Linked DNA regions of Sus scrofa: regions 2, 3 and 4 are each linked to region 1. Evidence: chromatin contacts called from public Hi-C and promoter capture Hi-C data. All regions are on one chromosome and are shown on one strand. Each heading gives the region's core, a stretch centred on a gene start, on an enhancer-like site or on the middle of the called end of the contact. The rest is flanking DNA. Distances are from core to core; before and after follow the strand shown.

The links. Promoter capture Hi-C pulls out the DNA fragments that hold promoters and counts their contacts. A called contact is a pair of places that touch in the nucleus more often than the background predicts.
Region 2: a Hi-C map of liver shows a contact between it and region 1, with 10 times the contacts expected there. The contact joins the promoter of VCPIP1 here to the promoter of COPS5 in region 1. A contact is called at or near these places in 2 of 5 promoter capture datasets (fetal liver and liver), 8 of 47 Hi-C or Micro-C datasets (embryonic fibroblasts, epiblast stem cells, heart right ventricle and 2 more) and 2 of 2 datasets of contacts at active chromatin or transcription factors (alveolar macrophages and skeletal muscle).
Region 3: a contact with region 1 is called in a Hi-C map of liver, with 7 times the contacts expected there. The contact joins the enhancer-like site here to the promoter of COPS5 in region 1. A contact is called at or near these places in 1 of 5 promoter capture datasets (liver) and 7 of 47 Hi-C or Micro-C datasets (embryonic fibroblasts, fetal heart ventricle, fibroblasts and 3 more).
Region 4: a contact with region 1 is called in a promoter capture Hi-C map of liver, with 5 times the contacts expected there. The contact joins the promoter of MYBL1 here to the promoter of COPS5 in region 1. A contact is called at or near these places in 2 of 5 promoter capture datasets (fetal liver and liver), 3 of 47 Hi-C or Micro-C datasets (embryonic fibroblasts, fetal heart ventricle and liver) and 2 of 2 datasets of contacts at active chromatin or transcription factors (alveolar macrophages and skeletal muscle).

Annotation. Positions count from the first base shown.
Region 1 is chr4:67,738,852-67,745,904 of Sscrofa11.1, reverse strand. COPS5 (COP9 signalosome subunit 5) reads right to left here and starts at 5,089. Exons shown (of 8, transcript NM_001105300.1): 1 at 4,899-5,089; 2 at 2,492-2,726; 3 at 795-923; 4 at 40-105. The coding sequence starts at 5,041. All of the region lies in intron 3 of CSPP1 (centrosome and spindle pole-associated protein 1), which reads left to right.
Region 2 is chr4:68,069,194-68,075,834 of Sscrofa11.1, reverse strand. It overlaps VCPIP1 (deubiquitinating protein VCIP135), which reads right to left and starts at 2,432. Exons shown (of 3, transcript XM_003355045.4): 1 at 1-2,432. The coding sequence starts at 2,134. It overlaps LOC100521447 (serine/threonine-protein kinase Sgk3), which reads left to right and starts at 2,743. Exons shown (of 17, transcript XM_021089284.1): 1 at 2,743-2,887.
Region 3 is chr4:68,038,884-68,046,472 of Sscrofa11.1, reverse strand. All of the region lies in intron 1 of LOC100521447 (serine/threonine-protein kinase Sgk3), which reads left to right. LOC106510061 (a long non-coding RNA gene) reads right to left here. Exons shown (of 4, transcript XR_002343276.1): 3 at 6,123-6,200. Among named protein-coding and RNA genes, the nearest start is that of VCPIP1, 31 kb to the left of the region's middle. Within about 2 kb of position 4,647, at least 5 of the 83 cell types and tissues checked have an H3K27ac peak or open chromatin away from gene starts, as enhancers often do. A contact at or near this core is called in liver, where this site is marked.
Region 4 is chr4:68,117,713-68,124,753 of Sscrofa11.1, reverse strand. It overlaps MYBL1 (myb-related protein A), which reads right to left and starts at 4,676. Exons shown (of 16, transcript XM_021089286.1): 1 at 4,241-4,676. The coding sequence starts at 4,260. It overlaps LOC106510063 (a long non-coding RNA gene), which reads left to right and starts at 4,973. Exons shown (of 2, transcript XR_001308193.2): 1 at 4,973-5,313; 2 at 5,401-5,717.

The DNA.
Region 1 (7,053 bases), core at 3,840-6,339:
CCACAACAGGAACTCCCAGAGTATAATTTTTAAAATTACCTTTGGGTATGTCCTAAAGGCTCCAAGATTCACTTTCCCTGCAGATATTGTTCTTGTTGGGTCAATCTATAAGAAAGATATATTTAATATCTGCTGATTATAAAATCACTGTATACTTCCATTTGTTTTAAACACTGTAAGCCAAGACATACATATGTGCATAAAACACTATATGTGTATGCACACAGACACAAATGAAAATAACCAATAATAGGGAAAAAATAAACAAATTAAAAAACCATAGAAGTTCAATAAAGTGATTAATATAGAAATCTCATAGTTAATGTAGAAATTAGGTCTACATTATATATATTAGGTCTTATAGTTATACTGTTTAAGAGCATTAACTAAAGCTTTGCTCACCTATTTTTCAAAAGTTTTTTTCTTTTAATAGATGAACAATTTCTACCTTCTTCATAGTAACCTGGATTGCATCTAAAACACTCTGAGCACAGCAAGAGCTGCCTAGCAATTCCTGATTTAATCAATTCAGTCAGTCAGAATGCCAATTATGTACAGGGAACTGAGACATGAGGGTGCTGTGAACACCCTCATCTTAAAGAGTGAGGGAAGAGACACGGAGAGGTTAAGTAACTTGTTCAATGTCCCAGCTTCAAAGAGGTGGAATTCAGATTTAAACCTAGGCAGACTAACACCAGAGCCTTGCTCTTTACCACACTGTTTTTATTTCTCTGTACACCTGCTTTAGGACAGCTTCATGAAAATCAATTAAAACTGGTTGTAAAAATACTTACTACCACTGCTACGAATGGTTCTTGGAACTGCTGATTGAGCATCTGAGTACTAACATCAATCCCAGAAAGCCAGCAGCCATAGCCAGGGTGGCTATGATACCAGCCAATTGCATTTTCAAGGCGGCCAACCTAACAAATGGAGAGCAAAGGAGCTTGAGGTGCCTATTTAATCATAGAGAAGCTCATGATTTGCCTATTTACATAGCCTGATAGTAAAATAACAGGTTTTTTAGATAATACATGCCCAAGGCACACAGTTAATAAGAGACATGTACAATAAGGTTATTCAGTTTCCTTCCCACCTCCTTTTCCTTAACTAGTTTCTCAGCCCAGATGTTCCCACTATAGGCAGCAGCTTACATACCTATCTTACAGACCTATTCTGTGCATACAGAATATATATTCTTTGCATATATGTAGAGTAATAAAAACACACACAATGGCATACCACATACAGTGTTCTACACTTCGCTTTTTCACCCAACAAAATATACTGGGGTTTGTTTCATATAGATTAGATACACAAGTAATTTTTCTTTTTTGACTGTGCTTGTGGCATGCAGAAGTTCTCAGGCTAGAAATCAGACTCAAGTCATAGCAGTGATGATGCCGGCTCCATAACTGCTATGGCACCCAGGAACTCCTGGTAACTATTTTTAAATTTTTTTTTTTAAGGTTGGCCAGCAGTTCATTGTATAGATAGAACATAATTTATTTGTCTTTTGTTGTTGTTGTTGTTGCTATTTCTTGGGCCGCTCCCGCGGCATATGGAGGTTCCCAGGCTAGGGGTCCAATCGGAGCCGTGGCCACCGGCCTACACCAGAGCCACAGCAACGCAGGATCCGAGCCGCGTCTGCAACCTACACCACAGCTCACGGCAACGCCGGATCGTTAACCCACTGAGCAAGGGCAGGGACCGAACCCGCAACCTCATGGTTCCTAGTCGGATTCGTTAACCACTGCGCCACGACGGGAACTCCAGAACATAATTTATTTAATCAGTTTGATATTTAAGTACATTTAGGTTGTCACCAAACTTTTGGTTTTAAATGCACACACATAATGTATGTGAGAATTAAAATTTTTTAAAATTGAGATATAATTTAGATAGTAGTTCAGATGTATAACATGAGTCAATATATGTATATACTGTAGAATGATCACCACAGTAAATGTAGTTAACATCTATCACCATACATAGTTACACATTTTTTTTCTTTTTTCTTTTACCATTTCTTGGGCCGCTCCGGAGGCATATGGAGGTTCCCAGGCTAGGGGTCTAATCGGAGCTGTAGCTGCCGGCCTATGCCACAGCCACAGCAACGTGGGATCCAAGCCGTGTCTGCAACCTACACCACAGCTCACGGCAATGCTGGATCCTTAACCCACTGAGCAAGGCCAGGGACCAAACCCCCAACCTCAAGGTTCCTAGTTGAATTGGTTAACCACTGTGCCACAATGGGAACTCCTTTAAAATTTTTTTTTTCACATTTTTTTTCTTATGATGAGAACTTTGATGATTTACTCTCTTGAATGAGAATTTATTTAAAAAAATCATGCTAATCTTATATATAGATGAGAATAACTTAAAATATAAATTTTTATGTAAAGAGAATAGTTTCAAGTTTAGAAACTCAAAAAGTCACCATGAGACTCTTAACTTGCAGTTACCAAATTTTAAGGAACAATATTTTTACCTGTTTGGCATTTTCTATGTATGCAGCCATGTACTCATATGCAGCAGCCTGAGCATTTACTCGGGTTTCAGTGCCCTCTACAGGCAAAGCAAAACTGTCCATAATGATCATGGTTTCACCATCCACCTTTCCCAGCATCAAGCCCATCACTTCCAAGTTGCCTCCTGATCTGGCATGCATCACCATTTTCAGCAGAGCCAATGCTGAGATTTTGCAGTACTTAAAGTAATGGTGACTACAAAACAAAAGCATGGTGTAATTAACTTTCTTACATAAAGTAGAATTTCAAGACAGTTTTTGTGGAGATTAACAAGCATTGAGGGAATTAACACTGATAGAATGGGGAGGAAGAGTGTAGAATGGAAAGAAGGAGGAAGTAGAAAAGGGAGATGGAAACACATCATAACCTTGCAAGGTATTTCCCACTGGGGAAAGGGAACACTATGAAATAGTGGGCATTTATTTTGGCCACACCCATAGTATGCAGATGTTTCTGGGCCAGGGATTGAACCCAAGGCACAGCAGTGACAATGCTGGATCCTTAATCTGCTGAGCCACCAGAGAACTTCTGAAAAAGTTTTTTAATATGCTATTCTTACATGACCACTTCAGTAGACTTTTTCTCCATTAATTTTGGTATCACCAAATCTTTTTAAATTTAGAGTTGATTTACAAGGTTGTGCCAAATTTTGGTTTCTGACTGGTTGGATGGATTTACCTCATTATTCTCAGGCCCTAACGTTTTGGCCTAACAGTTAAGAATGTGGGCTCTGGAGTTCCTATTGCAGCTCAGTGGTAACAAACTTGACTAATATCTATGAGGATGTGGGTTCGATTTTTGGCCTCGCCCAGTGGGTTAAGGATCTGGCATTGCCATGATGTACTACATATACTGTGGAATGATCACCACAGTAGGTGTGATCGAAGATGTGGCTCAGATCTGGTGTTGCTGAGGCTATGGTGTAGAATGGCAGCTGTAGCTCTGATTCCACCCCTAGCCCAGGAACTTCCGTATGCCATGGGTGTGCCCCCTCCAAAAAAATGTGGGCTCTGACATCCATCTGCCTACCTTTGCATCCTTGCACTACCATGTCCTAGCTGTGACCTTGAGACATTCACTTAATTCTGTGCCTGTTTCCTTATCTATAAATAGGGATATTTCACAGGGCTGTTGCTAGGAGGAAATGAAGTAAATGAAATAATGTATATAAGGTACTTAGCCTAGTGCCTGACACATACTAAAACTTTTTAAATGCTAGCTGTTGTTAGCATTATCAACCTATCTTTTACAGAACTCTCAAAGAAGTCTGTTGAGGGCTGTGGCTTCTTTCTGTGGTATCAGCCTCAAAATGGAAAATGTAGCCTTATCTTTAGTTCTGCTATGATCACTGTTTAAGTTTTTCATCTGTGGTTGTGACTAAACTACTGTTGAATAAAATTACATTTTGGTCTCACTGATGTGGCTCAAGACAGCTAGGTTGTATATAACTAGAGATACAATCACACAGCGAGGCTAATAGTTTCCAAATATTTAATAGGCTCTATCAACCTAAAATGCACAGCCTGCTATAGAAAGAGCAGGTGAGGCAAACCAACTCAGTGCTCAGTCCTTAGTAAGTACTCAATAAACATTGCTGAATCTGAATAATGACAATTAAAGCTTGCCTTGTGGGACAGATGAAGCATGGTTTTTGTTGTTGACCACCGCTTTCCCATCTATCTCTCTGTTAGAGACGGTGCTCTTTTAACTCTATCTCTAACAATATCTGCTCTCAGGAAAGGATAAATGCTGTGGGAAAGAATCCTCGATCTGTCATCACTCTCAGGGACACAGCTGTTTTGCTAAATGGCAAAGAACTCTATTGATTTAATTTGTAGCTTATGTGAACTTGCTAACATTTTGGGAGACTAAGTAGAACCTCGCGGTGTTTCTAAAATAATTACCAGCAATCGAAAAACAATTACAGATCTAAACGATGGCTTTTAATTAAAGACCGTTGGGCTGGCTCAATTTCTGAAGACAGCTACAGTCTCCAGTCTAAGATCTGCTGCAAGTCCCAACAAAGTGTATACCGACACAGGATTCAAGGCAGAGTGTGTAGCATACGTGACGGTATGGGTGTTGAGGAGTAAAAGCCCAAATCACCGCTTGCCGTTTTCCTTTTCCATTCTCCCGAGGCAAACGGGTTAAAGAGACAGAAAGGGGAGTCAAGCGAGCCCCAAAGGAGGGACTTACGCTCAACTTGCGCGGATAAAAAGGCAAAGCAAAAATTCTCAGACGCTTACTCTTCCTCTTCCCTGCACAAGAAAAGACAAGCCCAGTCCCCGCTTCAGCTCCCACCCCTACTGGGTCTCTTAAACTCCCGCCACCCTTCCCTCCCCAGCATTTCGCCAGGGACCTCCTCACTCCTTAGTCCAGGGTTTCGCCGCCAGGATTTCTTGCTGCTGTTTTTTGTCGTATTTGTAGATTTCATCGATACTCTGGGCTTCCTGCATGTTGTTGGCTAATTCCCACGTTTTCTGGGCCATACCACTCCCAGAAGCCGCCATCGCAGAGGATTCGGAGAAGTTGTTGCCCCTACAACCAAGACGCAACTTCAACCTCGCTAGGTTTCCGGGTGTGGGCTTCAGACCCACCCCACCGCAGGTGCAAACTGGTACTAGACTCTCGAGGCAGCCATGACACCTAGAACCGGAGGTGAAGTTGGTACCGACCATTCGAGGATGGCGGGGGTCCTTCCGGAACGCGACGGTGTAAACAGCAGTTACACAATAGTTAGAGACAGAGGAATCTCCTTGTGGATTAAATGAAGACATATTATCTTGGAAAATTATATGTGTGAATTAAGACAAAAACAGCGTTTATGTAAGGAATGGTATAGCCTTCCGCACCGGAAGAAGGGCATGTAACGTTATGCCAGAAAACGAATTGACCTTCCTTGTTCGTACTGCGCAGGCTCGGCCTCCGCCATATTAAAAATAGATCCTTAAACGGGGATGGGAGAAAGAATTGTTTTTATGTAGGTGCAGGTACTTTAAATGCAGTAAGTTTGTTGAAAGACTTAAAAAAAAAAAAGGATGTCTGGAAAAATTGAGATAAATAGTTCTGAATGCTGGCTTTGAGAGAATACATGACATCCTAGTTTACTTTCAGATGAATCACCGCACATGTGTAAAATCCTATGGGCTCGTGGTTGGGCACTAAGCTTCTCTTGGGCGTTCTCTAGCGATCATATGAAGCTGTGGAAACTCGTGGATGGCTACGGTCATGCCTTGGTGTGTTTGTAAAAATTAACATCTCTAGGCGCTATTAATGTCCCGAAAATGTCCAGTACCCAGTTGCTATAATAGTTTACAGTTTAATCTTCTGCATTGCTCTGTGGAACTAACTCTGCTCCGAGACTGAATTAATCTAGGGGGAGTATTGGTTGTCATCCAAGAGTTCAAACGGTATTTAATTATTTCATTATTTGCTTGTTTTAGTTATTCTCCCCCCCCCCCCGCATTAGATTCTAAGTTCCAAAACACAGGGACCAGGTGTGCTCCTTGTTGTATCCTCAATGTCTACCATAGATGTTCAATTTTTTTCCCCCTGGGGGAAAAGGGGAGGGGGGGCATCACAATTCACCTCTCCAGTTTCATCTTTCTTTAGTTACCCTGAAACTTTGCATAAGGTGGCTAGCATTGCCTGAAAAGCTCTCCCCTGACTTTTCGGACTGGGAGTTTAAACTTACATTTAAAAACACAGCTCAGAGCTCTCTGCCACGCAATCCTTCTTAACTTTTCTCTCTCCAGTAATCCTTCTGCCGTGTCTCTAAATGCCTGTAGGTGCTTGCATAACTGTTACAGTGCAAGGAAATAATGTATTTGTTTACCTGGAAGTTTTTCTTTTCACTCTCAGTTTCAGAGTGCAGGGCACTTGGTTCTGAGCTGTATCCTCCACTCCTAGAAAGCTGTGTGACATTTAGTTAAGACAACATTAGTATTATGGAATCCACAACTCCGCCTGTGGTTTTGACATTAAATTCCATTTGAAGAAAATTTATCTTTCAAGCCCTCGTACAAACTAACAAGATAAAGGTCACTTAGTTCCACTGTCCCGGGAATCTAGATATCTCTTTTCTAGTGGTAGCATATGGCCACTAAGTTTTGGGGTGTACTGCATATGTTGAAATTAATAATAGAAGCCTAGGACAAAACGTTGACCACATTCCTGGGAGAACGATAATGCCCTGGAAAGGTGTGCCAACAAGTTTTCTCTCACTACCAACCTTATCCACTCCCCCACCCCACCCCTAGGCTTTGACCCTTAGGCCGACTGGAGGAGACAGAATCAATTTCGCTTTGGGAAGGGGCTCCTACAGTTTAATAGTACTCAGGCGGAGCGGGGGAACCAGGTGGCTGAGTACCCCTCCAGGTGCAGGCGAGCCCTGCGAATTGCCGGGCGTGTATGCGGCCTCCGGGGCGACAGGGGGCGCCCCCACCGCGTGGCCTTGCCCCGCGGCCATAGTGGGGGCGGGGCCGCGTTTGGCCGTTGGCAAAAGGCGGGCGGAGGGTTCGGC
Region 2 (6,641 bases), core at 1,183-3,682, 330 kb before region 1:
TACTCATGTTTAATTCCTCCTTGTGCAAAGTTTTCGTTTTCTGTCCAGTGAGAATAATTTTAGTTGGGAGCTGAGACTCCGACTCTTGTCCTTGGACATCTCCAACTCTTTGGGCATGAGCACCATCTATATTTACAGGAGTATAATCATCAGGATTCTTTTTGGCAGTCTGATGCAATATAGTGTGGACAACTTTCTGAACCAGGATTTCACTCCCAAATTCACCTGGAAAGTGCTTGGTAACAAGTTTCATCGCAACATCATAAACATTACTGTTCAAAGACGCATCACTTTCATACTGGAACCAATATACTGTTTCTCTGACCACTCTTCCACCCCATTCCAAAGTAATAGGAAAGGCTTCTGGTAGATTGTCATACTCTTTACCATCCCAAAAATGTTTGAATCCACAACCACACTTGCCACCAGTGGACCTAGAATTAGTTCTGTCCCCATCTAAATACACAATAGACCCATCTCCTCTGACCCTTCGCACAGATGTGCCATGGCACCAATTACAGGCTGTTAGATTACTCAATCCATAGTCTGGTACCAGAACATCTTTCACTGAATCATATGAGCAAACCAAATTGTTCAAGGGAAAGCTATAATTTTTGTCAGGCCTCAGCTGTCCATGAGTACTTTTTGCCAGGTTATACAGTTTCCCTCCTGGAGCCAACCACTCTGGAGGAACATGAAGTTCAGAAAGGGCACCACAGAGCAAACATTTGTGAAGGCGATTATCCATTACTGCTTTTTTAGCAGCTGCTGTGACTTCTTCAGGCTGAACTCCTATCACCCCCGTCCTCCTGTAGAAATACTGGTGGACGTCAGCCACCAAACTAGGATGGATACCGTGTTTGTCCATAAAGACTTCTTCCATAGCAGCAACAAGCCTAAGTAAGTATTTATCTTGCAAACTTCTGTCTCCTCCAATAACACAACCACCATCCTCCTCAAGTTTGATGTACTTCTTAATAAGGTCCTGAGGTACACCCCATGCTTTAGGAAGCAAATTCATAGGCAGTTTAGGCAAAGCAGCCCCTTTTATGCCTACCAAGGGGATATAATGGTTTCTACCAGAGCTACTCCATGCAATACAGATTGGTTTGTTCAAATGACCATCTCTCCCAGTGCACTTCTCTGCGGGGATGAGCCCTGGCAGAAAGGTGGCAGAATAATCCCCAGAGCTTCTCATGCCACTGAGAGAATCTAACAGAATAATAGGGCGATGTAACACATTGGCAAGACCAAATATGTGGATGTTCCTCAGGCCCAAGGGAACACCCTCAGGTGGTACAAACAGAGGGTCACACTCATTGATAATGTCCTCCCACTCAGCGGCATCAATGAAGTCGTGGAACAGGGCTTGATATCGGGCCAGGTGCTGCTGGAAGTGCTGTTTAAGATTCTCTCGCAAGGCATGCCAGAAGAGCTCCCGGCCTACCAGAGCCCGGGACACAGCATGCACCAGGCAGTGTCCATCCCCATCCACATGCACTGGAATGAGGCATTCCTGACTTTTATTGGCCCGCTTGATGTCCTCAAGAGTGTCATGCAAATACAAGAGGCTTCCGGAGCGGTCCTTGCCATATCCCACCGTATTCACATGCTCCGGTTCGATGAGGAAGGCGCGGTCACCCAGTAAAGCGCAATCGAACAGTTCGCCCTGGTTCATATCCCGGAGCAGTTTAGCCCGGCCTGTCTGCTTGTCCATTCCGTAGCGAGCTAATATGGGCGACAACAATTTGCAGTGGTAGTTGGAAAGGCCCATCACCTTTACCAGTTCCGTGTTCTTCTTGGGTGCCCCTGTCACCCCGAGGAGCGCGTTCCGCAGCAGGTTGTGTAGCACTACGTCCGGGTCAGTCACCTCCTCCACCCCCAGCAGCTGTTGCTGCTCGTGCCGCTGTCCGCACTCGGTACACTCGATGCTGACAGAACCAGAGGCCGGGAAGAACAGGCGCGCCTGGCACTTCGGATCCGGGCAGCTCCCGGAGAGGATTCTCCGGTCTCTCCGCTTCGAGAGCCCCCCCGGAGCAGCCGCCGCCGCCGCCGCCAGGGACGGCGGAGTCTGCGGAGCCTCTGGGGGAGGAGGCGGCGGCGGCAGCGGAGGCGGCGGCGGCGGCTGAGACATCGCTCTCGGTTCTCGAGTCTCGCTCCGCGACCCAAGCGACCCTCAAAGGCTCATAGCCCAGACCCCCGCCGGCCCGACTCGGTCTAGTCCAGGCCCAGGGCGAATCACTTTCCTTTCCCTACCAGCTCCTCCTCCTCCTCCTAAGCGAAGGCGGAAGCGCTGGACGTTGTTTCTCTTTTTACTTCTCCACTGCCGTAGCCGTTGCCCCGAACGTAACGGCCACCACCCTACCCCGCACTCACACTCACTCACTCTCGCTCTCTCTCCCTCAGACACACAGACATACACGCCCTCGCTGAGACTGCGCAGGCGCAGCTGCCGCTCTACCCTCTGGGAATTAGAGTTTTTCAGCCTTCTCCTAGCCCTCAAGAGGTAGGATCTTAGGGCCGCGAAGAACTACAAATACCGTGAGGGTAAGCGTTTCAGCGCCCGCGGAGAGGAGGAAGAGGAAGGCTATCGGAACGGGGACAGAAAGGAAGACTGTCACTCACGTTGCCTGCCGGGAGTTGTAGTTTTTACTGTATCTCTTTTGTCGTCTTCCTCACTTTGGGGCCCAAGCAAAATGAGTATGAGAGACCACATTTCCCAGGATGCCCTGCGGTGCGACCAGCCTCACTTCCCCCTTAGACGGAGGGGAGGATACAGGGAAACTTGGTTAAAAACAGAGTTAAAGGGAATGGGTCTCGGAAGCCGAGGGTCTGAAGTTCAAGACTCCTAGAAGGGGAGGGGAATGAAAGCCACTCAGTGAAGAAGGTACAGTAAATAAATGTCCAGCGACATGGCGGGCTGGGAAGTTAAATGAAATGGTCTAGTCTAGGCTGGAGGTCACGAGAGGAAAAGGGTGGGAATGGTGTATTAATTCTCGGAGTGTTTCTCCAGGTTTTTTTTTGTTGTTACACTCCTCTCTTCTCATTCCTATCTCTGTTACAAGCCACTGAGGCTCTTCAGCCCCGTTGTCTGCCTTTTTTCTACTCTCTGGGAAAGAGGGTCACTGAGGCGCCATTTGTTTCCTCGTTCCGTGTACGTCTTTGCAGTTTGCAGTACAGATAACAATACCTTGGATGTGTATAGAGTTTAAATATACCTAAGCCCTTTACCAATATACATATTTTATATGTACATATTTAAATATACATATATGTATGTATAATATACATACAATAATATACATATGTACAATAACTATAGATATTGTTTGTGTCTTCCAGTCCTACTCGCAGAGTCATAACAGCTATCATTTATTGTGTTCTTGATATATGCCTGTCACAGCATTTACATACACGATATCATTTGATCTTCATAATATAATAATAACCTTGTTAGGAAACACGTCCAGAAAGGAAATGACTTGCTCAAGTTCACAGGCATTCAGACCTAGATCTGTTCCCATTTTACAGACCAGGACATAGGAAAGCTTAGGACAGTACTATATAAAATAGTAACTAACTTATGGATACTATTTATAGTTTACATTCACATATATTATTTCATCCTCACACCTGTAATACCTTTACCAAAAGATATTGGGTCTGGAAACAGACCAAAAGGAGTTAAATGGCTTGTCCAAAGTCAAATCAGCAGGCTATCTCAGAGCCAGCAAGGGCTTTTTACATTTATTCCTGCAAGAGAAAAAAAAGAGTTCTTAAGCTCAGACCTTTAGTTAGGTCTCAGGGTTTCCGTTTAATGGGGCTGTAGGAATGTTTACCTTGAGGGGGGCCACAGACCTGTTTTATTACTTGTGTGCTGGGTAACTGCCTCTTCATGCAAAACACATTCATATGTTAATTGAAAGCTAGTATTATCTTAATATTGTACAGCCAGCCCCTTCAGTTATCATTCTGAAAATTCTTGCTTTCTGAGACTTTAGATAAGTGAACTGCCTCAAAATTTCTGAAACATTTGGCACAAAATAGATACATCAGTGCAGTCCCTGAGGCCACTCAAATTTTGTAGTTGCCAAGGGAACAGTTTATCTTATTAGGTTTTTTTTTTTTTTTTTTGTCTTTTTGCCATTTCTTTTGGCCGCTCCCGCGGCATATGGAGGTTCCCAGGCTAGGGGTCTAATCGGAGCTGTAGCTGCCAGCCTACACCAGAGCCACAGCAACGCTGGATCTGAGCCGCATCTGCGACCTACACCACAGCTCATGGCAACGCTGGATTGTTAACCCACTAAGCAAGGGCAGGGATCGAACCCGCAACCCCATGGTTCCTAGTTGGATTCATTAACCACTGCGCCACGATGGGAACTCCTTATTAGGTTTTTGAGTAAATAGAATTTGATCCTTCAAAATTAACCATCTGTAAAATAACACTCCTAAAGGATGTTAGTACTGACTTTCACCTAATTATTGTCTATGATTTTCTTCTAAAGAGCTGACATTTTTCAAAGAGAAATCCTTCAAATATTATTTTCTTGCACAATTCTACCTGGCCCATGCAAAAATAATATTACCTTCGTACAAGATAGGTAATGTTACTTATTTTGAAGGGGATAATTTCATGCAGGAAAATTTATTTCTAATCTGACAGTAGTTTGGTGGTAACTTCACACGTGGTCTTAGAACTGACTTTTATAAATTGAGAAATTAGATATGCCCTTTAAGTGGAAATTATTTTCTACTGTGACTGAGAAGTTACACCTTCGGTGAAAATGTATTTTTCTCATTATGAAAGCCTCAGACCATGGGAAGAATAACAGCAGTGTGCAATTCTAACACTGTCATGAACTTTTTTTTTTTTTTTTAATGGTCGTACCCATGGCATATGGAAGTTCCTTGGCCAGGGACTGAATCTGAGCCGCAGCTGCGCCGGATCCTTTAACCCACTATGCCAGGCTGGGGATCAATTGCCCCTGCAGTGACTGGAGCCACTGTATCAGCTTCTTTCTCTCTCTCTTTTTTTTTGGTCTTTTCTAGGGCCGCACTGGTGGCATATAGAGGTTCCCAGGCTAGGGGTCGAATCGGAGCTGTAGCCACTGGCCTATGCCAGAGCCACAGCAGCGCGGGATCTGAGCTGTGTCTGCAACCTACACCACAGCTCACGGCAATGCCGAATCCTTAACCCACTGAGCAAGGCCAGGGATCGAACCCACAACCTCATGGTTCCTAGTCGGATTCGTTAACCACTGAGCCACAACAGGAACTCCTGTATCAGCGTCTTAACTGACTCTTCTTAACTGACTGCACCACAGTGGGAACTCCTATTATGCACTTTCATGTTAACATCACCAAGGCAAATTTTCCTTATTGATGATACATATGAACAGTGAAATGGATTTTTTAAATTGCATCTGAATATGTCATTCTGTATCATACCTTCATAAAATAAATACTTTCCATCCTACTGAAGAAATGAGTAGTCTTTCTCTGGCTTGTCAGGCACAATCTATCTGACTGGTCCAGCATTCATCTCTGGAACCTGGATGAATTGGAAACATTCTTCCCAAATTAAATTTGATACTTAAACCCATTTGACACTATAGTACTCCTACTTTTAGAGATTATATACTTTTGAGGAAAAAAAAAATAGAAATGCCCTGGTATAAAGCATAGTTAATGGGTGGAGGGAGAGGAAGTGAGTTTTCAAGCATTTCTGGAATTAGATTGTTTAACCTCAAAGTCATTTGTTTAATGAGTCTATAGATGCCAAGTTCAGAAGGTAAGAAAGCTAATATAAAGAGGCAATGATATTAACCAGGCCAAATTCAATATGTGAATTAATTCTTTACAGGCACTTAGGCATGGATGCCTATAAAGTAAGAAAAAGAAGATTTTTTGTTAGGATAAAATGTGGCATTCTATTTTCTATAAGGCCATAGAAGTGCTTAAAGCTTCTTACCTGCTTATGTGACATGCACATGTTCTTCCTCTTCTCCCTAGTCCCATGACCTTAATTGCCTAATAACCTTCACACAATCTTTGTGGGATAGATAATAGTTCTTATTCTTGCCTCAGTATTCCAGATGGGGAAAATGAGCTAGGCACCTAGTGTTAGCTGTTATGATACCTACTTCTTCTACCATCATCACCCCAGCATCATTTGTATCTGAATTGTCAAAATTAATTTAAAACTGAAACCTGGAGTTCCCGTCATGGCTCAGTGGTTAACAAACCCGACTAGTAACCGTGAGGATGTGGGTTCGATCCCTGGCCTCATTCAGTGGGTTAAGGATCTGGCATTTCTGTGAGCTGTGGTGTAGGTCACAGACACGGCTCAGATCCCGCGTTGCTGTGGCTGTGGCGTAGGCCGGCAGCTACATCTCCGATTGGACCCCTAGCCTGGGAACCTCCATATGCCACGGGATCGGCCCTAGAAAAGACAAAAAAATAAAAATAAAATAAAAGTAAAAAATAAAACTGAAACCCATTTTTTTCCATAATTTCTAGTATGACACTTCTAAATCTCCTGTATTCCTTTTTTTTTTCTTCCCCTCCTATATTGCTTTTAACAAAGCTGGTAAATGTGAACAGCAAGAGGCCCCCACTTAACAACAGAACACCTATCGTTT
Region 3 (7,589 bases), core at 3,398-5,897, 300 kb before region 1:
TTACTAAGTAATCGAGGCCAGTCTGAAAAGGTTATATACTGTATGATTCCTGTTATATGACAGTCTGGAAAAGGCAAAACTATGGAGACAATTAAAAAAAAAATCTGTGTTTGCAGGGGGCAGGGAGGGTTGAATAGGCAGAACACAGGATTTTCAGGGCATTGGAGCTATTCTCTATGACGCTATAATGGATACACATCGTTATACATTTGTCCAAACCCACAGAATGCACAACACTGAGTGAACCTTAAGGTAAACTATGGACTTTGGTTAGTAGCGATGCATCAGCGTAGTTTCATTTATTTTAACATGGGTACCACCCCTGGTGGGTGATGTCCGTAGTGGAGGAGATTATGTGTCCGTGGAGACAGTGGGTATATGGGACTTCTCTGTACTCTCTGCTCAGTTTTGCTGTGAACCTAAACATGCTCTGAAAAATAAAGTCTGTCTTTAAAAATGCTTTGAAAATTACACTGTACTCTAAAATGTAAATAGTGTGAGTATATATAGTAATTTCTTGTAAACTTCACTCTGTACCTATTGAAGTCCCTATGTCCTTGGCCCCATCTTTCTGCCTGTCACCTCCTCTTCTTAGCATAAATGGCTTGGCCCTCTACTTGGGCTCTCTTCCTCTGCTCTGTTGACCTTTTGACCCTTTCCAACCCAAGTTCAATCCAGCTGCTACATCGGGGCTGCAGACCTCTGCCAGAGAAAATTCATGATGGTGAAGCTGCTGTCTGCAGTATAATTGCAGTTTCCACCATTAGCTCATCCCTCAGAGCTTCCTGCAGCCATGATTCTCAAATCAGAGTTTTCTACTCCAAATGTGTATCAGTACCTTTAAACTATAATTTTTTTATTGCACAGTTTTGAATACATATTTTCAAAGTCTTATGCCATTTCTTCCTATGTCTCATATATTATGATGTGTCAATTTTTTGTACATATAAAAATTGGATTCGCATTATTAAGCTGTTTTCTACTAAAAATAGTTGATATAATCTGGCTACTAATTATCACATACAGAACTATGGCAGATAAGCATATCTGTCAAGAAAGATTTGCCCCAAGGTGCTTCTCCATTAGGAAAGAGGAAAATAAATGAAAAGAAGTGGGTTAATATGTTTAGAGTTGCTTTAACTATTGGTAGACAGGTCTACCTCTCTCGTTCCTGGATTAGGGCATCGTCCTTTCTCAAGGAGCTCAATCAAAAATCTAGTCCAATCCAGAGTTCCTGTTGTGGCTCAGAGGTTAACCCAACTAGCATCCATGAGGATGCAGGTTCGATCCCTAGCCTCGCTCAGTGGGTTAAGGATCCAGCATTGCCATGAGCTTGAATGAGCTGTGGTGTAGGCACAGATGCAGCTCGGATCCCATGTTGCTGTGGCTCTGGTGTAGGCCTGTAGCTACAGCTCCCATTCGACCCCTAGTCTGGGTACCTCCACATGCCTTGGATGTGGCCCTAAAAAGACCAAAAAAAAAAAAAAAAAAAACTGGTCCAATCCTTTCCACATCTTTCAGACCACTCCTAGGTCAGTATTGATCCCTAAGATCACACCAGTGGTTTCAAATGGGCAGCCCCTGAGGCAGATTTGCTTAAGAGATGTGGCTTATTTGGCCTGCACAGTGTTTTAAGGAACCTGAATTGGTTCCAACATTTTGAAATTATGCCATTGCACATGACAATGTATACTGCTATTCATTATACTGAAAAATGAATCGAGCTGGCAACATGGGGCCCCTGTTCTCACACAGCAGCACTCAGCTTGTGGAAGCTGTGCAAGGTCCCTGTAGAGAGGGCATGCCTGCCCCTTGCACCTCACCAAGACTGGCTGTCAGCTGCCATTCATCATCTCACTTTCACCTCTGACCCTCCGCACCTGTGGTGCCTCCCAGGTGCTTTAGGCATCTGAGTTTGTAAACTTATACACCTGGTCCTTGATGCCTTTCACCCAGTACTACCTGTTGACATTGGAGGCTCTGTGGTGCTCTAGAGAGATTGTGGGCTTCAACTGAACCTAGCTCTGTCACTTTCCTACTGGTTGACCTCTTTGAACTTCCATTTCTTATCTGTAAAATGGGGATGTGTACATAATGTGCTTCTGATAGGACCAAGAAGAAGCAGGAAACCCTCAGTGAGTATGGCCTGCCCCCACTGACAACCTCTGTCCTCACCTCTCAAGGAGATGACAGGACCACTTCAATGTCATTGTCAACTTGTAACTAATTTTTACAATGCTCTAAGAAACTAGGGAGTACTTAAATAAACTTGGATTCCTGTCATTGTCAGCTATCATCAAGGAACCATAATGGGTTAAACTCTTAGCCAACAGCACTGCTATTGCTTGGAGGATAATCTTATGGTAAATCAGACTTGCAGTTAGTTACATAAAGAAAAATGAAAATGTTTGTGACTTAGTATGGTTTATAAAACTGGGGGGGAAAGGATAATTCTCTGTATGGTCACATTTACCTCCAACTTTTGTAGGGCTCCTTGATATATCTAAGTACCTAATTTGTTTTCTATCTGCTGCTGTAACAAATGACCACAAATTCTGAGACTTAAAATGAGAGAAGTGGGGAGTTCCCATTGTGGCTCAGTGGTAACAAACCCAACTAGTATCCATGAGGATGGGGGTTTGATCCCTGGCCTCACTCAGTGGGTTAAGGATCTGGTGTTGCCATGAGCTGTGGTGTAGGTAGTAGACATGGCTTGGATCCTGTGTTGCTATGGCATAGGCCTGTAGCTGTAACTCCAATTCAAACCCTAGCCTGGAAGCTTCCAAATGCTGCAGGCGATGCCCTAAAATGAAAAAGAAAGAAAGAAAAAAGTGTATTATCTTATAGTTCTATAGGTTAGAAGTCTGACATTGATGTTACTGGGCCAAAATCATGGTGTCAGCTGGGCTGCTTTCTTTTTTGGAGGCTCTAGAAGTGAGATTTCCTTGCTTTTTCCAGCTTCCAATGGCCATGCACATTGCCTGGCTCTTAGCCCTTTCTCCACCTTTAAAGCCAGCAGTGTTGCACCTCTCTGACCATTCTTCCTTAGTCACACCTCTCTCACTGACTCTTCTACTGCCTCCCTTTTCCACTTTAAGGACTCTTGGATTACATTGGAGCTACTCAGAAAATCCAGAACATTCTTCCTATCTTAAGGTCAACTGATTAGTAACCTTAATTCCTTCTGTAACCTTAATTTGTTGCCATGTAATATAATATATTCAGAGGTTCTTGGAACCAGGATATGCCTTTTGGGGGAAAGTTGGGGGATCTTTCTGCCTATCCAAATGGGTATGTGTTATATGTATCCAATTTATATATATTATAGTTGACCTTTGAACAACATGAGTTTAAACTGTGCAGGTCCACTTATGTGCAGATTTTTTTTCAATAAGTACATACTATAGTACTACATCATTTGCAGTTGGTTGAATCCATGGATATAGAACTGTGGGTACAAGGGCTGACTTAAATTAGTCACTAACTGGAGTGCCTGTTGTGGCTCAGTGGTTAACAAACCCGACTAGCAACTATGGGGACGTGGATTTGATCCCTGGCCTTGGTCAGCAGGTTAAGGATACCGCATTGCCATGAGTTGTGGTATAGGTCGCAGATGCAGCTCAGGTCCCACCTTGCTCTGGCTGTGGTGGAGGCTGGCAGGCTACAGCTCCAATTCGACCCCTAGCCTGGGAACACCCATATGCCAAGAGTGCAGCCCTAAAAAGACAAAAAATAAAGTTAGCCACGGATTTTCAGCTGGGATCAGGGGAAAGGAGCCAGTGCCTCTAATAACCATTCCCCCGTGTTGTTCAAGGGTCAACTATATACATACAAATTTTAATTTTACCATATATTGTGTTCTTATTATCTGATTATTTCTCTTAATCCTCACAACAACTTTATGAAGTAGGAAGTACTTTTCCAAATGAAAAAAATTGAGGCTGGGGAGCTAGTCAATGTCCTGGGTTCAGAGCTGGAAAGCAAGAGTGAGATTCAAACCCAAGGTCATTTTCCTTTAAAGCCATGTCCTTAAAACTACACTGTATTGGGAGTTCCCTTGTGGTGCAGTGGGTTAAGGATCTGGCATTGTCACTGTGGCAGCTTGGGTTGCTGCCATGGTGTGGGTTTGATCCCTGGCCTGGGAACTTCCATATGCTGTGGGCATGGCCAAAAAATTAAAAAAAAAAAAAAAAAAAAAAAGTTCAGGAGTTCCCATCATTGTTTAGTGGTTAACAAATCCAACTAGGAACCATGAGGTTGCGGGTTTGATCCCTGGCCTTGCTCAGAGGGTAAGGATCCCGGGTTGCCGTGAGCTGTGGTGTAAGTCACAGACTCGGCTCGGATCCCAAGCTGCTATGGCTCCAGCGTAGGCAGGCAGCTACAGCTCAGCTTCGACCCCTAGCCTGGGAACTTCCATGTGCCGTGGGTGCGGCCCTAGAAAAGACAAAAAAAAAAAAAAGCTCAAAGATATTGTCTCTTTATTGCCTTTATGTGCTGCTTACAGTTTTCTAAATTGAATTTTATATTATCATAGACTTTCATAACTAATTTTGACTTTTCATGCCCAAAGTTTCTGAACTGTTAATACTGCTTGCTTTTTAAAAAGCCAAATGGGTATAAGTTCTTCCAAAGGCTGTGATCTTTGGACTTTGCTTATTTGCAGAGTTTAAAAGTAAACAAGACCCCAGGAAGTCATGTGATCCAGTTTCTTGCCTTGAATACCTCAAATCACCACATTCTTTTGCTATTTAGGGAAATGGTACAGGATTCCATTTTAAGGATACAGGCAATTTTAATTTCTGTGATCTTAGATTCCAGAAGTATTTTCCTCTACCTCTTTTTCATGTGATTGTTCTCCAGTGCAAATAAGTAGCAATTAAAAATACCGTGTCCCAGGAGTTCTCCTTGTGGCTCAATGGAAACAAATCTGACTAGGAACCATGAGGTTTCTGGTTGGATCCCTGGCTTTGCTCATCAGGTTAAGGATCTGGCCTTGTCATGAGCTGTGGTGTAGGTCACAGACAAGGCACGGATCCTGTGTTGCTGTGGCTATGGTGTAGGCCGGCAGCTGTAGCTCCGATTGGACCCCTAGCCTGGGAACCTCCATGTGCTGTGAGTGCGGCCCTAAAATGCAAAGTAAAACAAAACAAAACAAACAAACAAAAAAAAAAAACGTATCCCAATCATGGGTTAAAATTACAAGTAAGGAGATGAAATTTGAAAGGCATAGCTGAAGCCAAATAACATGCCTGTGAAACTTTCAAACAGATGGTACTAGGCTTGAAGAAACTACACAAGGCAAAAGTGGTAAGATAATTTAAAATGCAGTATACTGGGAAATACATTCAATAGTGAAGGCAGTCCACATTGCAGAAGAAAAAAATTGAAGTATTTTTCTCATTTTTCTCATGTTATATCAAGGATATAAACCCCCCCTGAAAGTACAGTACATCTTTGTATCTTGAATCATCCCTCTGTCTTAACACACTGCTTTGCAGAGGAAGTGTTTGTTGAATTAGTAATTTTTTTTTTTTTTTTTTTTGCTTTTTAGGGCCACACCTGTGGCATATGGAGGCTCCCAGGATAGGGGTGGAATCGGAGCTTCAGCCGGCGGCCTACGCCACGGCCGCAGCAACAAGGAATTCAAGCAGAGTCTGTGACTTACACCACAGCTCACGGCAACCCTGGATCCTTAACCCACTGAGTGAGGCCAGGGATCAAACCCGAAACCTCATGGTTCCTAGTCAGATTCATTTCTGCTGTACCACAATGGGATCCCCTAAATTAGTAATATTTATATAAGATTGCATTAAAAGCACCTAACACATATCTAGAAGAGAAAAATAAGTCATGAATGGCTTATTTAAACTACATAAAAACTAAGTGGGTGTTCAAATGGCCAGTTTCAGGAGTTCCTGCTGTGGCACTGTGGGTTAAGAATCCAACTCAGTGGCTCAGGTCGTTGTGGAGGCTCAGGCTCAATTCACCCCCACCCAGTGGATTAAATGATCCTAGGTCATAGCTGCAGCTCAGATTCCATCCTTGGCTCAGGAACTTCTATACATGGTGCATCATAAAACAAAAACAAGGGACCAGTTTCAAATTCAAATCCCAATCATTACCTATGTAAAGGCCAGGTCTGGAGGAGGGGAAGGAGTTGAGAAGCAGGTGATACTGTGCAGTTTAGTCACAGGAATAGCCTATTGGATAAGGAAGGAAGAGAACAAAAAGCAGTAAATTCTTTTCTTTTTCTTTTTAAGGCCACACCTGCAGCATGAGGAAGTTCCTTGTCCAGGGGTTGAATTGGAGCTGCAGCTGCAGGCCTACTTCACGGCCATAGCAATGCCAGATCCAGATCTAAGTTGCAGCTTGCGGCAAACTCCAGGTCCTCAACCCAGTGGGCCAGGCCAGGGGTCAAACCCAAATCCTCATGGATAGTAGGTTCTTAACCTGCTGAGCCACAACAGGAACTCCTCATTTGATGTTTTGTTGCTTGGCACATTATTACTTTTTAAAAATCTTGGTTTAGCACTTCGCAGATCTGGTTCCAAGACTAATCATTCTGTGTTTTAATAACTATCATAGCTGAAAAATATATTTCAAAAAGATATTTAGATTTAAATGGAAGAAAGGCATTGTTGGCTATATCTATTTAAGTGCTCATTTCCTGTTTCATCAACCAGTTCTGCAAAGGTTTATGTTGAAGTTTGACTAGTAAATTTCCATTTCCCTGCCATCAATCCACAATTCTTGCAAACTATAGGCATACCTTGTTTTATTGTGCCTAAATTTGTCACTCTTTGCAGATCCAGCATTTTTTACAACCGGTCTGTTGCAACCCTGTGTCGAGTATGTCTATTGGCACCATTTTTCCAATAGCATTTGCTTACTTTGTGACTCTGTGTCACATTTTGAAAAGTTTGCAATGTTTCAAACTTTTTTTCTTGTAATGGTGATCTGTAATCTTTGATGTTCCTGTTGCAAAAAGATTATAGCTCATTGAAAGTTCAGGTGATGGTTAGTATTTTTTAGCAATAACGGATCTTTTAAATGAAGGTATGTATACTTTTTAAAAGATATAATGATGTTGCATATTTAATATACTATAGTAGAGTGTAAACATAAATTTTATATGCACAGGAAAACCAAACTCACTGTATTGAAATATTTGCTTTAATATAGTGGCTGGAACAGAACCCGCAGTATCTCCAAGGTCTGCCTGAAATTTAAAGGCATTGCATTTTATCTTTTCAACAGATGAATTTGAGACCCACTGAAATCTATTTTTTGAAAATATTTACACAAGTTAAAAAAATTGTTTCCAAAATTTTAAAGTGTGCATATATATAAGTTTTAAGAGGACACACATACTGGGTGTTTTTTTTTTTGCAACACAATTACATACTTTCAAATATCATTTTCACAACATTCTCTCCAGAATATTTCTTTCAAAAAATGTGTACAAATATATGGGTTTGTTTTTGTTTGTTTGTTTGTTTTAGGGGCATACCCTCAGCACGCAGAAGTTCCCAGGCTAGGAGTCGAATGTGAGCTGAAGCTGCTGGCCTACACCACAGCCACAGCAACTC
Region 4 (7,041 bases), core at 3,427-5,926, 380 kb before region 1:
TATATCATCTTTTAGTATTTCTGTAGCAATCAACGCTGGTAATGTCTAATGGTCAAATAAAATCAACTTTCTACTATCTATCCATAAATAGATAAACCATTTCTAGCCTAGGGTGACTAATCTAAAAAACAGTAAAAATAGGTGAATTATTTCTCCAGTCACAAAGCAAAAATAGAAGAGGAATTTGGTCTCTGAATCTCCATCCAGAACTTTGTTTCCAGAATCATTTGGCCAGTTTTATTAAGTCAAAGGAAATATTTATTCTATAACTCTCTAATATATAACCTAAGTAGTATACAAAAAGTTTTGTAGATTATGAATGAACAAAGTGATTAGGGTGATTATGAAACAGCAAAATGAAGCGCACATGCACGCACACACACAAATACTATGACTCATTAGGCCAGGAAAATGGTTACGGGTAATTTTACACCAGAGTGTCAGCTAATAGGATGTGATAGTCATAACTTTCCCTGTGAAATAATACACAAACTATTCACACTTTGTGATATTAAGATAAAAACATTTGAGAGAAATTCAATTTTAAAGGACACCAATAATTCTACCTAAAAAGAGTAAAATGAAGTAGCCAAAGGAAGAATCTGAAATTTTTTAAAATTTACTTTTATTTGAAAAGAAACCACCAGTTTGAAATTAAAGAAATATCAGCAGTTCTATAAAATTTGCTCCTCAAAATCACTTCAACTTGATAATATTTTAAATAAGGCTGCATAAAGTCTGAATTTTTTCACCACATTCAAAAATACAACTTTTCTATAATGTCTTCACAGGATAATTGTGCATTTTTGAAAGTTCAATCAAATTCAAGGTTTGAAAATTTATCAGTTTAATAAAGTGAAATCAGGCCACCCAGTGGTTAACATGGTGTACTGCATATATATTTCATTTCCAAATCTGGACTGCAAACTGGCATCATTATAGTAAGACAAATTCAACTTCATCTGACCATTAAGAGCAATAATGAAATAAATACTTAAAGGAGTTCTAGCTAGCTAACCATAAACAAAAACAATGAGAAACCATTTCTATTTTATTCCATTAGTGTGTGTATATTTTTTAATGAGGAAAGACGATTACAAAAGAGTTCAAAATAGGAAATATATTAAAGCTAGAAGGTACCTTACAGACCACAAAATTCAAACTCCTTATGTTAACAGACAAAAAACTGGGACATAGCGTTTACTTGCTTTCCTAAAACAATATTGCTAGTTAATGACAAAGCTGATTTTAAAAAATCAGCTCTTATGTCAGTATTTTTTCACCCACAACACCCATCTTGTTAGAAACAACACTGTAAAATTGTTTCCTATGCACACACATGCACCAGTGAAAAACATCTTTCAATGCAAGAGCTGGCTTCTATCTTTCCAGTTTAGGGTAACCACCAGTCATCTCAAATGTAAATAACTGAATCTGTTACTGCTTAAATAGACCTTTTAGCTTCAAAATGATATTTTTTAAAGCTTATTTTTATGAGTGGAACTGGCTTTTAAGACCTAAAATTAATTACTTAATACATAAATATGGTTAAAAATTAAATACATATTAATAACAAATACACCCATTTTAGCATTGCTTGTAAATTATATCATTAAAAGCTCCAGTGGGATCTAAAACTGCTTAAAGTCACAAGACAAAATACACCTTTTCCTTTATGTAAATCCAGATCAGAGATACTACAGTTATCTTAAAGATCAAAAGAGCTAACATCCTCCAGTTGTTTCAACCTGAGGTTAACAGTGTATTACCCCCCACTTTTTTTTTTTTTTTTTTTTCAAGATCATACAGGAAAGGTGTATTACAGGATTTATGCCTGCAGTTTTATGCAAAACTTTTACACAGGAAAGTATACTTTTCAATCAAATATTTAAATGACTGTATAAGTGAAGATCTTAAAGTGCCTGAATTATGCCCTTTTTCATTCAACTACAAATTAAGTTCACATTTACTCCTAAGATATTTGGTTAAAGGCATAAGACTAGACTTTGCCCAATAAATCATTTATCCTTCAAAATTTTCACTTCCTATTATTTTCTAAGATAAATAAATCATATTTACATACATAAGAAATATAAATTAGAGCACAAAACACATTCAAGTATGAAAAGACCCTAAGAAATACACCATTCAGAGGTGATAATTTCTCCTCACATCCTCTACCTGCATACTGCCACAGGGAGTGTAGCTTCAAGCCAACTGCATTTAATTACTCCAAACTTATGACCCTTTCAACATTTCTATAATACATTTCAATTAATTTTTAGAGCTGAGAGGAAAAGTCAACAGTACAATTAAAGAAGTCAAAGCTCACAGAGTTATCAACAAAATAATTTACACAAGCAAATTAATCAATTTCTTTCTTAGCCTATTATTATGAAGCATACACAAATTAGGGACAGAAAACTGACTGGAGAAGGCATTCAAGCATCCATATCTAACCATAACTAACTCCTGATGACAGCATTAGCCAAAAAACTCCTTCAAATAAGATTAAAATCAACACTGGTAAGTAGATAATGTCACACACTGAATATAAACAAACTTCTGTTATTGAGTTGACATATTCACTTTTCACTGGGCTTAATAAAGGTTTAATTTTTTTTTAAAAAAAAGCTTTTATAAAGGCCTAAACTGGTACCTCAGTAATTACAGATACAGGAGCTTTTTACTATCTTTTCTGAAGACTGAGAAGTTAATTGGGTCTTGACGTTATAGAGCAGTGATTCTCACCTGGGTGATTTTGCCCAACCAACAGTTATTTGGTAACGTCTGGAGATATTTTCAATTGTCACACTTGGGGGAAGTGGGGTGTTACTGGCACGTATCGGAGAGAGGCCAGAGGTGCTGCTAGACATTCTACAAACCACAAGACAGCCCCCCTCCCCAATACAAAGAATTGTATGAATCGGATAAAGACCAGAGGTGCTGCTAGATATACAAACCACAGGATAGCCCCCCTCCCCAATACAAAGAATTATCTAATCCAAAGTATCAACAATGCCTAGGTTGAGAACCCTCTTCTAGAGGTGCATGCGGGTGTGGGTACACCTGTGGCACCTCAAGAGTCTGATCTATTCCCTAGCTGCTACAAAATAATAATCTAACAAGGACTTGATTATATTCTGTGCTGATTTCTGCCAAAATGCCTTGCATATAGATGCTTAACAAATGAATAAAGCCACAAATATTATGTGCAATTATTGCCAATTTTTAATGGAGATCTGCAATGAATAAATCTAGCATTAAAATTCAATTTAGGAAATACACTTCCAGTTAAGACTTTGAGGCTATGGATCTAGGTAAATAAAAACCATTTGGAAATCCTGTCAAACTTCTCTTCATGTTTATTTAATAATCCTGACAAAAAGGGCCCTAGTTTTTTGTCATCTAAGTGATTACTACACACAATTTAGGAGTAGCTACTGTAGTGACATATTAACAAAGATGACATGCATAAGTTCAATCTAGCAAGTTTCCAACAAAAGCCATGTCCTGTCTCTGTGCAACACTTCCGTAGACACACAAAATATTAAGTGAATCAAACACATTGTTTTATTTTAAGATCAAGCTACTGGCGGTAACAGTGTGACATCTCCCAGTAGAGGATATTAAATACATATATATATATATATATATACACATAACACTAAAACCATGAGGATGGTAATTACAGAAAACATCAAAAAGAGCCTCTCTACTCATGATTCCTCAGAGGATTTCCATACCTTTCAAGGTGGCAGAGATGGCCGAGGGGTCCCCACCTATATTTAACACAAGAGTTCCTATTTTTAACAGGTCCAGTAATTCAGAGAAAAAGAGGCCCTCTGAATGCCACTTTGAGGTCGTCCGGCCAGGTCAGTACCCCAGCCTCACCAGAGGAGCGGACTCCCTGAAAGCACACAGACTTACCTGCCAAGAAACTCCCACCAAGAACTTGCCGCGAGAGATTGTGGGTCCGGACGTGCGCTGGGGGGGGAGAAGGGACTCAAGGAAGCAACCCGGGCATCTGTTGCTCACTTCGTGAGTCTTAAACACACCGGTCCCCGACTCTCCACACGTCACAGCTGCGCTCCGGCCAGCGTGCCGAAGCGGCTGTGGAGCAGCGGGCAGGATAACCTCGGCCCGGGCTAGGCAGGGCCTGGTGGGGAAGCGGCGGGAAAGGCAGGATGATCTGAGCCGAGACTGTGCCGACAGGCCTGGAGAAGGGGATGTCACCCACCTGCGCGACCTCTTCGCCATCCTTCAAGTACCGCATAGGCGCAGGCTGGGCGGGGACGCAGTTCAGCCTCCTCCAGCCTCAGGCGAATGCTCCTTCTCCCCAACCCTCCCGCCGCTTCACTCGCTCACGCTCCGAGGCGACCGAGTGCGGAACTCAAGTTCCCGGCAGAGCAGGACGGAGGGGCGGACCGAGACCCGCCCCCGGCCCGCAGCGCCGCTCCTAGCCCCGGCCTGGCCCGGTCAGGGATACCCCCAACATGTCAGCAGGCGCGCTCCTGCCCTCCGCTGGCCGCTCCCCCTGCCTCTCAACCTCCTTGCCGCGGTCCCAGCGCGGCTCCGCCGCGGGAGCCGACCCCCGCCCTCTCCCCGCAGCGAGCCGCTCTGCAGGGCTCGCAGCCTCCTGCAGGGTTTTGTCCGCACCGCCGAATCTCGCGCCCAGCCTCCCTCAAGAGCCGCCGTTTGAATCTGCGCACGCGGCCCGGAACCTCATTGGCTGTGGCGGCGGCACGCGGGGGAACGAGGGCGGGGCCGGGAGAGCGCGCGCGACTGAGGGCGGGGCTGGGGAGCTGGAAGCCGGGACTGGAACTCGCGGGAGCGGGGGAAGGAGCTGGGAGCGAGGGGGTGGGGCCGCAGGCGGGGCTCGCGGGTCTAGCTATGACAGGACCCGGAGCGCGCCCAGCGCCGCACCGCGAGGGGGCGGGGCGCCGAAGGCCGCGCGGGGCCTACTGGGAAAGCAAGTTCCAGGCTCGCGGAGAGGCTATCTGGCCGGAAACGCGGCCTGAGCCCAAATTTAACGGGATGCGGCACTGTTGTCCCTGGGGGTTGAGCTGTCCTGTCAGGGATTGTCCCCGCACCCTTCTCTCGGCCACAGCTGCTCACTCCTGGGGTGCATCCCTCCTGTTAGGAGGCGCGGTCTTCGGATTTGAGACAAATCTAACTATAAAATTTGCGCGGCCGTTATTGTTTAAGCAAAAATGAGAGCTCTTTTGGCCCAAACTTGGTAGTCAAGATTCTGTAGCAGGAAACTGAACATCAAGACCGAGCAAGAGTGTGACAGGTGGAAAAAGTTTTCAGGTAGACACGTGCTTGGAATGGAAAAGGGAAAAAAACAGGGTCTGCGGCTGGTCTTCAAAGAGCTTAATCCACTACCCGGTTCTGCAGGAAATAACTGCGGTGCGCAGTGAAGGAGCCGTGATCCCGGAGAAGAATGCGGGAAGACAGGAATGGACTGGGAATTACGCGCAGATAACCGAGCGCGGTAGTCAACAGGAGAAGGTTATCTTCCTTCGCAGGAGAGAGGGGAGGAGTAAGGAACTGCTGGGGAGGAGCTTCTAGCAGTTACAAGTACGAACTGCTCAGTTTAACTCTTATTAAAGTAGATTAATTACAGTAATGATTAGAAATGCTAAAGGATCCAAATTTGCAAGGTAACATGCTCTACTGCATAGAGCACAAAACCACATGTTAATGTAACAAAACTTACATTTTGCTATTTTGAAATTTTACGCATCAATTTTTGCAAATCAAAGATGCAGGTGCAAATGTGAATTAAGAGGCGCTTGCATGTACTACTTTCAAAACTTAAAACACCTGCCTTTTAATACTTCCTTTTTCTCAAGTTAGGTTTCTGGGACGGTAAAACAGCTTTTCTTTCAAATCATTCTTTATTGTGTTGCTAATTCATTTAAAAAAAAAAAACCCTAATTTAGAAAGTAATGTCGTTTGAAAATAGTTTTCTTATATACTCCTAGGTCTTAATACTCTGCTTATTTACATCCTAAAAGGAAACCGTCTTTCTGCTATATTTAGGCTACAGTCAGTTTTATACAGAATACCTTTTTAGAGCTTGAAGACAGGTATTTTAGATTTTGACAGCAAACTAAATTCCCCTCACTTTAAAGGTAAACATAACTCCTCAGAAAGATAACATTACAAATTCATTTAAACTAGTTATAAAAAGACAAAATGTGGAATTAAAGTGGCTCACAGTTATTTCAGTACACATACTCAAATATAACCTGACACTGGGGGGGGGCGGTTAAATCAAAATGTTTAATAAAGAATTTTTATTCAGAGTATATAAAGAATTCTCAAAACTTAATAATGAGTTTGGTGAGATTGTAAATGGGTGCAACCACTGTGGAAAGCAGTATGGAGATTCCTCAGAAAACTAAACATAGAACTACCATTTGATCCAGCAATCCCACTCCTGGGCATCTATCCAGAGAAAACCACGACTCGCAAAGACACATGTACGCCAATGTTCATTGCAGCACTATTTACAATAGCCAAGACATGGAAACAACCTAACTGTCCATCAACAGAGGAGTGGATCCAGAAGATGTGGTACATATACACAATGCAATATTAAAAAGAAATATAAAATACCAGCATTTTTAGCAACGTGGATGGACCTAGAAACTATCAAGCTAAGTGAAGTCAGCCATACAATGAGACACCAACATCAAATGCTTTCACTGACATGTGGAATCTGAGAAAAGGACAGACAACTTCTTTGCAGAACAGATGCTGACTCACAGACATTGAAAAACTTATGGTCTCTGGAGGAGACATTTTGGGGGGTGGGGGGATGTGCCTGGGCTGTGGGATGGAAATCCTGTGAAATTAGATTGTTATGATCATTATACAACTACAGATGTGATAAATTCATTTGAGTAAAAAAAAAAAAAAAGAAATATAAGACACACACACACACCAAAAAAAAAAAAAACTCAATAATGAGAAAAAAAGAAGCAAAAAAAGTAAAGGACAGGAATTCCCTCTGTGGCTCAGCGGGTTAAG